3 separate regions of the Mus musculus genome follow, and all the other regions are linked to region 1. The links are chromatin contacts, called in public HiChIP or PLAC-seq and Micro-C maps. All regions are on one chromosome and are shown on one strand. Each heading gives the region's core, a stretch centred on a gene start, on an enhancer-like site or on the middle of the called end of the contact. The rest is flanking DNA. Distances are from core to core; before and after follow the strand shown. Region 1 holds the start of E230029C05Rik (RIKEN cDNA E230029C05 gene). Region 2 has its middle 16 kb from the start of Ccdc83. Region 3 overlaps Picalm (phosphatidylinositol binding clathrin assembly protein).

The links. Hi-C and Micro-C count contacts between places; a contact is called where the count stands out from the background. HiChIP or PLAC-seq counts read pairs in DNA pulled down with a chosen protein or histone mark.
Region 2: a Micro-C map of muscle stem cells shows a contact between it and region 1, with 4 times the contacts expected there. The contact joins the enhancer-like site here to the promoter of E230029C05Rik in region 1.
Region 3: a contact with region 1 is called in an H3K27ac HiChIP or PLAC-seq map of microglia, with 8 times the contacts expected there. The contact joins the enhancer-like site here to the promoter of E230029C05Rik in region 1. A contact is called at or near these places in 2 of 484 Hi-C or Micro-C datasets (bone marrow-derived macrophages and embryonic fibroblasts), 7 of 115 datasets of contacts at active chromatin or transcription factors (CD8 T cells, embryonic stem cells, large pre-B cells and 2 more) and 3 of 9 other capture datasets (adipose tissue, liver and pancreatic islet).

Annotation. Positions count from the first base shown.
Region 1 is chr7:90,027,884-90,030,440 of GRCm38.p6, reverse strand. It overlaps E230029C05Rik (RIKEN cDNA E230029C05 gene), which reads right to left and starts at 1,282. Exons shown (of 6, transcript NR_110365.1): 1 at 1,214-1,282.
Region 2 is chr7:90,279,839-90,282,395 of GRCm38.p6, reverse strand. No RefSeq gene overlaps it. Among named protein-coding and RNA genes, the nearest start is that of Ccdc83, 16 kb to the right of the region's middle. Within about 2 kb of position 1,290, at least 33 of the 459 cell types and tissues checked have an H3K27ac peak or open chromatin away from gene starts, as enhancers often do. A contact at or near this core is called in muscle stem cells, where this site is marked.
Region 3 is chr7:90,175,380-90,177,936 of GRCm38.p6, reverse strand. Picalm (phosphatidylinositol binding clathrin assembly protein) reads right to left here. Exons shown (of 20, transcript NM_001360867.1): 10 at 1,535-1,658; 11 at 1,142-1,278; 12 at 334-437. Among named protein-coding and RNA genes, the nearest start is that of Picalm, 46 kb to the right of the region's middle. Within about 2 kb of position 1,281, at least 2 of the 459 cell types and tissues checked have an H3K27ac peak or open chromatin away from gene starts, as enhancers often do. A contact at or near this core is called in microglia, where this site is marked.

The DNA.
Region 1 (2,557 bases), core at 33-2,532:
GATAAAACAGGAATGAAAAATATTCGCCTCCCAGAGCCACTGTGGGGATTAACTGGGGAGAGTTCCTGGTACTGCCAGCATGTTGGCCACTTGCAGGCTGAGGCAGTTCACATAATCTGCGGGGTGGGGGATGATTCTCTTCCCCACTTTGGCGAGAGGTTTGATGAAGCGGCAGAGGAGTTACAGAAAGAAAATGTCTTCCAGGAAAGCAGAGTCCCAGAGGATGTGCCAAAAATGCAAGACTATTGTAGAGAAGGAGAAGCAGACAGAGGTTTCGTGAGCAATGAGACCCCCTCAACACCGTCCCCAGAGGTAGAACTGAGAGCCCCACTCCTGGGTTGAAGCGATGCTTTTCAATCCTACGAGACTGATTACAAAAACAGCTGCCCCGGCTCCAGGAAGGTTGTCTCTGCTCTTTATAAGGAAAAGATGACGTGCCCAGATGCTGGCCAGGGCAGGCCCCCTTTTCCATCAGGATCTCGGAAAGGTTGAGAACGGAATGTCCACTAAGCAGACATTGTCACACGCTGTCCCTACAACATCTGAGATATGTGCAGGACAGAAGATTGAGGGGCACGGGTGGGGAGCAGCTCCCTGCCCTGTCTGAATAATAAACACAATATCTGAGGGGAATGTGCCACAGGCTGAAGAAATTTAATAAAGGCCAGATCCAGACATAAACACACTGTGTGGCTTGCAACAGACAGTGAAGTGTGTGCCGTGTGAATTGAGTTCTCCTTTCCGAGAGTCCTTGATATAATTTAGGAGCCGCTTCTTGCCAATAAGCCATGATGCTCCCTGCCACTCTGGCCGTCTGCGTAAATTCTGATCATTTGCTCCTGACCCAGCTATCTACTGAGTACTTCACATCCCAGGCATTGGAGGGAGACGTGGACTCTCTGGTCTCATTCTAAGAAAGGAGAGGAAGTTGCTTTGTAAAAACCCAGGCTCTTCCTTTTGCACATCATTTGTGGGAAAGGGTATCTGCCTCTCTTAGCTGCATATGGAGAAAATAATTTCATGCAGAGAAGCTTGGTTCTGGCGTTTGCCAAGCGCCTCATCCATCTGGGGGCAAGCCCAAGACTGCAAGCCGCGCGGAGCAGCAGAACACGTTGCTATGGTAACTTGGCACCACACACCTTTGATCCTTTATGTCAGCCTCCTTCCCAGTCCCCCAACCCAAACCTGCACATTCCCTTTATAAGCAGCATACCTTCTCAGAAGATGGACAGCTTTTCTTCATTCTTACACAGCCAGTTATAAAGACATGTTATAAGGCACTTGGACAAAGGGGTAGTGCTTCCTTTTAAAGGTCAAGGCTCGGCTGGTTTTACTTCCTGATACACAGCCGTGACTGAGACCCATGTTAGCTTATCTTCTATAGAAGACTTAACTTTCAAATCCCTTTCATACATTAGTGGACTTTATCACCATGCTGTTTTAACCTCAGGCTTAAACAACCCTAAAAGACAAGAAAATGAGCCCATTAAACATTCTGTGCCCAGAAGCACCCATGTAAGGTAGAGCTAATTTTCCTGCTTTGCAAATGGGAAAATAGTATGAAACGGTCAGTGAGCAGTGGCAAGAGGAACGGTGAACGGGTGAGATGGGTCCGTGGATAAAGGTGCTTGCTAAGCCTAATGACCTGAGTTTGATGCTTGGGACCTGCATCATGAACTTCTGAACTTTGTTCTCTGACCTCAACAGGCATGCTATGGCATGCATGCACCTTTGCATACAAATAAATATAAAAATATTTCTTTTGAAAAAGATGAGGAAGCCGGGCGTGGTGGCGCACGCCTTTAATCCCAGCACTCGGGAGGCAGAGGCAGGTGAATCTCTTGAGTTCGAGGCCAGCCTGGTCTACAAAGTGAGTTCCAGGACAGCCAGGGCTATACAGAGAAACCCTGTCTCGAAAAACCAAAAAAAAAAAAAAAAAAAAAGAAAAAGAAAAAGATGAGGAACGGAACCAGGTTTCTGAACTCCAAATTTTATGCACTGCTCTTATATCTCACCTGATGTTCAGTCGCTTTCAGCCTTCATTATTTTACAAATAATAATAATAATAACAATAACAACAATAATAATACAGATGCATTCAAAGCAACAGCCAGGTTGTGTTTTTCTTTCTTCCTTTCTTTCTTCCTTTCTTTTCTGTCTGTGTGTATGTCTGTCTGTCTTTCTTTTTGGTTTGTGAGACAGGGTTTCTCTGTGTAGCCCTGGCTGTCCTAGAACTTGCTTTGTAGACTAGACTAGTCTCAAACTCACAGAGATCTGCCTGACCCTGTACCCCGCATGCTTTGGTTTCTTAAAAATAGCTTTATCAGCCAGGCTTGGTGGCACAAACTCCAGCACCAAGAAAGAAGAGGGCATCTACCCATTGAGCCAGCACTGCTGGGACATGTTGGTAATCCCAGCACTAGGGAGACAGGCAAGAGGATCTCCAAAATTTCCATGTCAGCATGAGTGACATAGTGAGTTTGAGGCAAGCCTGGGTGACTTAGCAAGCCTCTGGCTCAAAAAAAAAAAAAAAAAAAAAAAAAAAATATATATATAT
Region 2 (2,557 bases), core at 41-2,540, 250 kb before region 1:
GTCATGAATACGGACACAGGGAGAAGCCAGTCATGCACAAGTCAGGAAAAGAGCCCTCAGCAAGCATGACCTTGAGTGTACGCAGATCTGGACTCCCAGCCTCCGGCACTGGGAGAACCTTACAATTCTATTGTTTAACTGTGGTAATACTAGCACACCAATACACTTCTCACATCATCCTTAGGACAGCCTTTTAAAAAAAAAAAAGATGGAAGAGCAGGTAAATCATATGTCTCTTGACACTGCTTGCAATCACATTAAATTCTGATGATGCAAGGGCCTCACCGAAGTCGTTCCAAGCCCACTATTCCACGTTGGTGGGACACATTCCAATGGCTAACCCTCCCTCAGAGCAAACCTCTGGCGGTTTGTAGGACCAGGTGTGGATCGGGTAAATGACATGCAACAGTTTTTCCCCTTCATTCTCTGCTAGCTCATAACAATCGGGGCTCTTGTGTAACTGGTCTGTCTAAACCAGGGGCTTAACCTCAGAGCAGCTGCTGTGGAAAACTGCCCTGTGCATTGTGGGATATTTATGAGAATGCCCGCTTCCCCCTGCTCAGTCATGACAGTGTTCAACATCTATAGATATTGCCACATGGGCACTAGGAGACAAAAGTCACTCTGGTTGGGAAGTATTGGTTTAAGCCTTAGAGGTCATGGCCCCATACTTATGGAAGCCTGCCAACTTCTAACAACCACCTGGAGAGGGGAGTTATGCAAATGAAAAGTAATCGAGCATTTCTTCTCAAATGCGGTCAGTCAGTGGGACAGAATTTGTGAAGAAAGGTGGACGTAGGGTGGTAGGAAGGAAGGTACTGTTTGGGGATATAAATGTTCTATGTGCCATACACAACTATTTCCTTTGGAAGATACATGGTGAAGATTTCTTCACACATATAATAATCATGAATTTTGACACATGTAAAAAACCATGAATTCCAGGACAGTCTGGGCTATGTAGAGATATCCCTGTCTCAAAAGAAAAAAAAGGACATAAACATTTTATAATCCACTCACTAACGTGGCTCCTGCCCACTAGACTGGTTAGTTTAGTGGGTCCTGCCCCTGACCAGTCTAGTGACTCCATATCAAAACTGTCACACACAGGCCAGAAGTTTGTTAGCCACGTTGGCTCTGCACTCTTTCCTCCCGTCTTGCCTCCCAGCCTCCAGTCCTCACCCCAAACCCAATCTTTCCTCATTGGTCTTTCTTGGTCTTGCTTTGGGCTGAGAAAGCCCTGGTGCTCACAGAAGGAGGCTAATCTCTCTGACACCAGCCTCATCCGCCCCACCTGTTCTTGGTTATACAGCCAGACAGCTGAAAGCCTCTCTAACGGCACTGGCTGAGCCTGCTTGCCTTTATAGATCGTTTTCTCGAACTCAAGCACAACGTGGTGATTGCTCTTAGGCTTGCAGAAAAATACAAAATTACTAAAGAGGCTGCCCAGTCTCCCTCAGTCAGCTCTCCCCCTGTGCTGTCCCCTCTATTACCGTACTTTAGACCCAAAGAACTTACCCTTGTGTGGCCTTCCTTGCCTACTTTCAGTAGCACAGGCTACCTGGCTAGTTGGAAGGTTTTTGATTTTGTTTCGTTCTAGTTGATGGAAATCACCTGTATGCAACAGACTTCAACTGCTTGTCTCCAGGAGCCTTTGTCGCCCTCGGGATATGACAGCAGAGAGCAGTAGCTGAGCTGGGGGAGTAGTAGGAAGTGGCGCCCTCTACTGTTAGTCTCTGTGGGGGCTTTGGTTATCTCCTTAGCCCTTAGCAGTGGCCAGTGTTACAAAATCTCAGCCCAGGGTCTTAAGACCTTGTGCCTAGAAGACTGGACAGGCCTGTGGGATTTTTCATGTTCCCTTTCCTGGCTCCTTTTATCAACTCTCCTCTGTTGTCACGGTCCCTACCCTTCCTGCTCTGGGCACTCTCAAACTGCTCAGCACCTCTTTCAAGCCACCGGGCCATGCTCTGATCACTTCCGCAGCTCAGTGGCTGCCAGCCCGATGCTCACGGTATAACTCAGGGTTCATTTCCAGACATATCATGCCGGCCGGGTTGTCCAATGATACTCAAGATGCAGTGGGCTGCTCAGCAACTGTGCTCCAAGGACATTTGGGGTCATTCAGGCATGAGGGGGTCTTTGGCAGTCTACTTCTGGCTTGATTTGAGTTAATAGTGGCACCAGACATTGAGGGACCAGTAGGCAGTGCCAGACACGCCGGCACACTCTGATTCGTCTGTAATCTCAGCACCTGGAGGTAGAGGTAGAAGGATACAGAGTTCCAGTTTAGGCCAGATGGTTGTGGCACACAGCTTTAATCCCAGCACTCAGGAGGCAGAAGCAGGGAGATCTCTGTGAGTTCGAGGCCAACCTGGTCTATAGGGCGAGTTCCAGGGGAGCCAGGTCTACATGAGCAGGGGCAGTGTATATGTATATAATCTCTGTGTGTGTGTGTGTGTGTGTGTGTGTGTGTGAATACAAAATGTCACAATGAAACCCATTATTTTAATATACTAACCAAAAATGAGTAATTTTACACACAGCTGTCATAAGACCA
Region 3 (2,557 bases), core at 32-2,531, 150 kb before region 1:
TATCATATTGCCCACTATGAAATGTTTCCTACCGCAAACACAGTAACTACTGTACACTTAACATCCGCATTACAGGCGTGACCTCATCCGTAAGAAAGTGGCTCTTACTCTTATATTTAATTTCATCTTCATTAAACCTTATTCCATAATTAACTATGAATTTAGTATTTCACTTATCATAAATTTTCATCAGGAGATAAAAATCAGTTTACTGTCATTTTATTATTTCTCAAATTCCCATGCATCAAGTATAAGCAAAACCTCTACCAGAAAGAAAGCTGCTTACTGCAAGGGAAGCTGCCCACACAGTACCCAGAAGACAGTGACACTCACCTCCCCATGTACTCGCTCCCTGAGGAGCAGCCGACATGGCGTGGACAGACGGGTGAAAGGTTGGCTGCTGCAAGTCAAGCAGGTCATTTGGCAGCTTAGATGTGCTAGGGAAAGATTTTGAAAATCAATTTTATTTCTAGATGAAGTTTGCTATATTAGTTTGTCACCTGCCCCCCTCCACCTCAAAAAAATAACATAACATAAAATAAAAAATGTAAAAGTTTATTATGAATAAAATAAACTTAGGCCAAGTTAACTAGTTTACTTGTAATCAGTTTGCTGTTACGTGCATGATATGAATAACAAACCATAATCTCATGTGTATAGTCTATACATAAGTCATAAAAGGGCAAATTAAAAAAAAATTTTTTTTGAAAGTGAAAAGAGTCACTATAAGCCTAAAAAGAACAATTGTAGCCAGCTAACAGTGCCATGTTCCTCGTTTAACCTAATTCTAAAGAGGCCCAGAAAAATATTTGAGCATCACGTCTTAAATTTCTATTGAATTTGAGTCAACTTTTCTGGAAAGACTTAATAAGTACCCCTCAATAAAAATATCCATTTCATTATATTATATTCTAATTAATAATTAGCAATTTAGCCATATTCTAATTCCCAAGCATACAAAATATAACCCTAACCTTATTCATTTATATTTAGATAGTATACCAATTGTGTTATTTTACACCTTTAGTATTAATTTGTGAATACAAAATCATAAATCAAAGCAAACTCACAGAACCTATAAACATATAATTTGAAGACTATCTTACACTAAATACTCAGACATCCTTATTGCCTGTTGTACCTGTTAGAAGAACTAGGGGTAGAAAATATGTCAATGGCTGGTGCAGTCATTATTCCCCCTGCTGAGGTGGACACCGGAGAGGCTGCAGTTGTTAGAGAGGTATGCGGTTTCTTTGCAAGTTCTTTTAGACGCTGTTCCTGTTGAAAAAGGAACTAAGCATAAGGAATCGAAAACCAGATCTGTTTTGGTTCAGACTCTGAAAATGGACATCTTCTAAGTCTGCTTTAAAAGCTGAAGGGTACTCCCTGACTTTTCACCAAGCATCCCATGTAAGTATGAAAAATAAACTGAGTTTCAGCCTGTAGGACTACTAACACATTTAAAACCTAAGAGGTTCATTTATATAATGATCCCCTACTTGTTCTTCCAAACAAAATGCCCATACTTACTTACCTTTAATGCTTTTAAACGAGCCTGTTCTTCCTCTAATGCTGCCTGTTTTTCCCTTTCATCCACTTTGGTCAGAGATAGGCCAGTGCTTGCCAAAGAAGAGACTGCATTGGAAAGTGTTGTAGCCCTAGGATAAGGGGATAAAAGTAATTTGGCTTCATGCTAAGCACTTCATATCTAGAACATAAAATGAAGTGACCCTACTTTTGACAAACTAAAACAAGTATATGGACTTAAAATTAGTACTTCAGATAGACCCTTCTACTCAATGACCTAGAAAAGTCAACAATTTTAACAATGTGAACTAAAATGCAAATGTGTGGCTTTCGGAGTTAAATATCAGACTCTAGTAAAAGTGTACAGCACTGAACACACAGCTTCTCCCAAGACAAAGAAGCAACAGGAAAGAGACTTCACATTCCTAGAAGAGTCCTAATACAAAAACAACAACAAAACTGATTTAGTTTCTCAGAGTCAGCTCTTGACAGGTCTACCACACAAGCAAGCCTAGAAGAGGATGACTCATTGCTGGTGCTCAAGTTTTGGTGTGTTCGTGTGGTAGACCTGTCAAGAGCCAGGGTGTTAATTGGCATAGGAGCTGTCTACAATAACACTCACAAAACCTATTCCCCAATGGATGCCAGGTCCCTTGAAAAGGAATACTGACTTCCATTCAGTCATCAGTCTGTGTGGCACCCTCTTTCTATGTACTGGCTGCTATTTTGACAAGCCAGCATCCTCTTTTCAAACCTATTACACACGCACAGTTGATTACATCTCACATTCCCACTTTGTAAGCATTCATCCATACTAAGCCATGAACCAACATTAAATTCTAGGGGAAAGAACTGCACCTTGACTCAATGGAAGCCATGTAATTATGACAGAAATAAAGATGCTAACCACATCAAGATAAGTCCTAAGGCATGTGTCTAGATTGTTTTCATTACTGTCCTATAATGAACTAGTCAAACATTTGGTGACTATACTACTTCTAAGAACCTACTATAAAATAAAAATCTTGCA